2 separate regions of the Gossypium hirsutum genome follow, and region 1 is linked to region 2. A link is a contact called in public Hi-C data. All regions are on one chromosome and are shown on one strand. Each heading gives the region's core, a stretch centred on a gene start, on an enhancer-like site or on the middle of the called end of the contact. The rest is flanking DNA. Distances are from core to core; before and after follow the strand shown. Region 1 holds the start of LOC107954688 (U-box domain-containing protein 9). Region 2 holds the start of LOC107933949.

Evidence for each region. Hi-C and Micro-C count contacts between places; a contact is called where the count stands out from the background.
Region 1: a contact with region 2 is called in a Hi-C map of leaf, with 1.8 times the contacts expected there. The contact joins the promoter of LOC107954688 here to the promoter of LOC107933949 in region 2. A contact is called at or near these places in 3 of 34 Hi-C or Micro-C datasets (leaf and petal).

Annotation. Positions count from the first base shown.
Region 1 is chrD07:32,641,390-32,644,089 of Gossypium_hirsutum_v2.1, forward strand. LOC107954688 (U-box domain-containing protein 9) reads left to right here and starts at 1,322. Exons shown (of 2, transcript XM_016890319.2): 1 at 1,322-1,945; 2 at 2,530-2,700. The coding sequence starts at 1,637.
Region 2 is chrD07:32,339,903-32,342,602 of Gossypium_hirsutum_v2.1, forward strand. LOC107933949 reads right to left here and starts at 1,294. Exons shown (of 1, transcript XM_016866270.2): 1 at 1-1,294. The coding sequence starts at 974. The coding sequence ends at 81.

The sequences.
Region 1 (2,700 bases), core at 72-2,571, 300 kb after region 2:
TGTCTTTATTTTTTTCATCTTTAAAATTAAAATTTAGGTTTTTCTAGTAAAAAAGGAAAATCTTGAGTTCTTTTTAGGGAAAAACCTAGTTTTTTATTATTATAGAGAATTGAATTACAAAAAAAAAATCCCTTCAAATTTGAATTACTCAATTTCATGTAAAAACCTAAGTAATTTGTTACGAAGTATAATCAAATTAATTTGACGGCTTGAAAAGTAATTGCTTGGAGAATTTGGAAGAACAAAAATCTTTTCATCTTCCAAAACTTCAATTAAACGGCTTATGAAATTGTAAAAGTCTCTCTCAGTTGGGCCCAACAGTTTAACTATTTTCTAAATGGGGTCAAGCCTAACTCACCAAATTCGGAATTTCATTCTCATTATGAAGACAATTAAGTCTATTTATTTTCTGATGGAGCAGTGGCTAAAGCTTCCGGAAATGCTTCCGCAGGTGGGGTGGTTCGTGATCAGGTTGGCAATTGGATTTTGGGCTTCAATCATTATTTGGGCAGATGTTCGCCTTTGGAGCAGAAATTTGGGGTATTCTTGATGGAATTCTCATTTTATTACATAAGGGCTATAAGAAAGTCAGGATTTAGACAGATAACTTTGAGGTGGTTAGGGCCTTGTCCATGGAGGAGTTAGTGGACTCCGGTATTACCTTGCTCAGAAGAGTTAAACGGTTTTTGCGCTCTAAAGGTCAGTGGGAAATTAAATATGTTCCTAGGGAGTGTAATTTAATTACAGATCAATTGACAAAGATTAGTCTCTTTTGGTAGGCTTCCCTTCATATCTTTAAAATACCTCCTGATTTGGTAGTTACGGCTATCCAACAAGACAAAGCTTTTAGAGTCTTTTAGTAGTTGTTAAGTTGTATTTCTGTTTATCATTTTTCACCAAAAAAAAATCAAATTAATTTTAAAAAGTAAATGAGTGATCAAAATAAAAACTTATTAAAGTTAGATACAAAAATGAGTATACAATAATAATAAATTAATGGAGTGACCAAGATAAAAAACTTATTAAAATTGAGGGAATAAAATAAAAATAGTTGTTAACAGAAGTGGCAATTAGAAAATTTTTAATTTTTGATACCGAAAATAAAAATTATAAAAAATTAGCTTTATTTCAGCTCTCCTTGTCTCTCCCATTTCTTTATTTGGCCACAAAAAGAAAATTCTTTTAACTCTCTATATTTCTTTATTTATTATGTCGTTCTTTTGTGTGTATATGGAAAGAAAACAGTGACGTGGTCAAATCTAGGCCTTGGATTGAAAACAATGATCCTTTAAATATGACAGAACGGTAAGATGACCTGAAACTCATTAAGCGGCGTGTTTGGAAAGAAACAAACAGATTTCCCACAATATTAAAAAAAGAAAACAAATAAATAGAGAGAGAGAGAGAGAGAGAAAAAGTAATAAGTGACAAGTTTGAACTTTGTCTTTGCTTGTTCTTCGTCTTCTCTCAGTTCACCCCCAAAATTAAACTGGAAATTAGTTTGGAATTGAGTTAAGAAAACAAATGAAACAGAGTGTTCTCATTGTCTGGTTTTTTCTTTTTGTTAATAATTAACGGCTTTCTGATTTTGGTTTTTTTTTTGGGGTTGGGGGTGGCGGGGCTGGGGGAGAATCAGATGGCGAAAACGGGGTTGTTGAGTTCTGATCCAACGGTTAGAGCGAGAGCGGTGGAATTGAAGAAAGAATTGCAGAGGCTGGTTAAGACTATCGTCGACGATGAGGATTACACCATCCACACCGTTGATCAAGCTAAAGATGCTCTTTGCGCTTTGAGAGAACTTAAGTTCAATAAAAGATCGACGGTGCCCACCACCACTACGACCTCGTCCCTGAAGTTACACGAAGCGCTGTCCTGTCCTGAGGAGTTTAAATGTCCTCTTTCTAAAGAGCTTATGAGAGATCCTGTCATTTTAGCTTCTGGCCAGGTACACACCTTTGTTCTTGTTGTTGTTGTTATTTTTTTTTAAATATTTATGAAAATTTTGAATTGTTATTGAAGATCGAAAGGAACACAAATTGAGATAATTTAGGTGAGATTTATTTTATTTATTTTATAATTGTATATTTGTTTTGTCCTCAGATTATATCATTTAAAGTGAATTTCCTTTTCTGCATTTCTGTTTTAGTAAGAAAATTATCATCATTTAAGAGTGATTTTGATGTAATTAGTTGAGACTAAAGATTACAAAGTACAGTGTGAGTATTTATTCTAGTCTCTCAGCTATTTAAAGATTACAATTCTTTGATGCGATATGATTTGGTTTGTTTTTCTTTGTATATTAATAGCATTATGGGTGTTAGAGAATCGAATTATTTGGGAAAGGAAATGGATGAATCGCAAAATCCTTCTAAGATGATTGTTTTTACTAGTTTTTTTATTTTAATTTGATGTCCATGGAGTCGAGTTCCTGCCTTTGGATCTATTGTTGTAGTTTGCATTAAGCTTTGATGAATTCTGTCTGTTTTGTCTGTCTTGATACCTGATTTGGTTTCATTTTCTGATGTGCAGACATACGACAGACCCTTTATACAGAAATGGCTGAATGCGGGGAATAGGACTTGCCCTCAGACCGAACAGGTTCTTTCACACACGATTCTAACTCCGAATAATCTAATCAGGGATATGATATCGCAGTGGAGCAAGAGTCAGGGAATAGAATTGCCGAACCCTGTTATGGAT
Region 2 (2,700 bases), core at 44-2,543:
ATAACTAAAGATTACAAATATTCCTCGCATTATTATCTATTCCTGTTTTCGTTTATCGTCGTCTGTCAAAATCAAAATTATTATCTCGTACGGACAAACAAACGGCCGTTCACTGTTACGTCGAACCCAACGTGACGGCACTGCACGATGTTGACGGGATGTACCGCCGAGGGGGTCAATGAGCTGGAGCTCGCCGGGATTTGGTTCGTCGTTCGACGGTACGAACCGAACCATTTGTTTTGCATGTAACGGTTTTTCCTCCATGGAGGGAGGGTTAGTTCTTTGCTCTTCAACGATCTTTTTACCGAATCGCTCATGACCTTGACGATCATTTTCAATTCCTCGTTTCTTCCCACGAAAACCCTAGGCAAATGTTGTAACAGCCTCGAGTACTCGGTCGTCGGCCTGGCGATCTCGAACTCGGAAGCGAAATCGAGATCAATGAGGTACCGGTTTTGGCCCGTGCGTGCTGCGGATTGCACCACGTCTATGAACTCGTAGTTTCCGGCAATTAGGCCTCCAGAGGAGCTCCATTTGGTCTTGCATATCGCCGCATTGTGGCCTACCTCGCGAAGATAAGCCATTACTTTACGCCTGAAAATTGCTTTATCTGTTTTGAAAAAAGAAAGCATCTCCATTGCTCTCAGAACGTGAGCCATAAGCAGATTCCTGTAAGAATCCGTGTTGTTAAGAGAGGTTGACTTGATGATGATCTCAAGCGAATCGGTAAAGTCAAGGTTTGAGTCGACTCGATCTGAGTCAGAGTTGTAACTCGTTTGTTCAGCTGCATCGTGGTCGTCTTCCAGAAAACTGTGAACAAGCTCCGAGAGGCAAGGCGAATCATCATCTTCAACGACAACGGCGGCAGAATGTTCGCTTCCGCTACTGTCGTAACTGACGCCGACGAGACGAGCCTTGACTCGGTCGTCGAGCGGGTCAGTAACTCGTTTAACTCTTTTATCAGAACGAGCCATTAAAGAATTTCTATACGACAAACTCGGGTTTGTGTTTTAAGGGGTATTGGTGTTGACTAGTTTTGATTTAAATAGGAGAGACGGGAAAGAACATAGGGATATGTGAGGGACATAAAAAAGGGAAACCCAGCTTGATTTTTTTTTTTCTGGTAAGAAAGTGAATAAATTATATTTACGGGGGAATTTTAAGTCGAATATTCCAATAAATTGCTGTGTTTGCATCATATCAGATTGTGCCTTTTGATATTCGAGTTTAAATGGATAACCGAGCCTTAATATTAATTCTTTTATATATGAAAAGCAACTTTCATTTGAATTTTTAATTAATACCCTATCAGTTAATTCAGTACTATATATTTTTTATTTTATATTCTTGTGATTGTCTTTCAAATCCAATTATATATGAATCAGTATTATTTTAAATCGCACTAATGTTATTATACATAGTTAATATGTACTTTCCTTTTCAATTTATTTATTAATATTTAGTTGGTATTTAATTTTTTTTATCTAATTAAATATTTAAATTTAGAATCGATTACATTTTAATATCTCTGCCTTAACGTCATTAGAAAATGATAATGTGGCATTGACAACAATCACACGTAATTGATGTTAGCCTCACATTATGATACATGATGAACATAAATAAAAATAATAAAAAATTTAAAAATATATAAATTAATAATAAAAAGTATACATTATTATTGTTTAGATTCATCTAAATTTAACAATTATTTGTCCATATTTATTATATATTTATTATTAGTTTGATATATTTTACTTTCTTTTATAAAATTTCACTTTTATATTATTATTTTGAAATAAAAATATAAAAAATGAATTAATAAAAAGTATTAAAAATTTTCTCATGAACCTAGACAACAATATGTTGAGATTCATTCTAGATGTGTTTTTTTAACAATTTTATTTATTTACTTAAAATATCATGTTTTCATATTATTATTTTCAAATTAAAAAATATGTAAATTTTAATAAAATTGGAAAATATACAAATATTTTAGAAATAAAGTATAAAACTTTGTTTTACATCAAGAAATAATATGGACAAATAGTTGTTCAGAGTACAATGAAGGGCAAATAACCAAAAAAGGCCATTTTTTTTCAAAATTTACCGAAATGGGCCGGTTTTTTAATTATTTACCGAAATGGGCCATTTTCCGCGAAATTGCGTCCACGTCAGCGCGATGTCAGGGTACGCGCAGGAAATCGGGTCCACGTCAGCGTGATTTGTTGACGTGGAAGGAAATCGCGCCCTCTAGGACGCGATTTGCTGACGTGGCATGAACAGTGTGTTTTTAGCTTGGAAAACTTTGAAAGGCCATAACTTTTGGCTCAGTTGTCCGATTGAGACAAAATTTTTTTTGATTTCGAATAACTTTTTGAGATCTACGCGCTGGAAAATTTCTTAGAGATGAATAGGGACTAATTTGTAAAGTATAATTTGTTAGTTACGAGTATAGGGACTAAAGTGTAATTATTTCAAAATTAGCACGAAATTTTTTTATTTAAGAATATTTGAATGTTATGGAAGGATGAAATTTAATTTTAATTGAAAAACGAAGCTTAGATTTGAAAATATGACTATTTAGGTTTTAGGGACTAAATTGAATAAAATGAAAAATTTTAGGGAACTTCTCAAAAGTGGAATGAGCTGACTTATACCTATAACAGGATGATATAAGACAATTTTGTAAAAAAATAT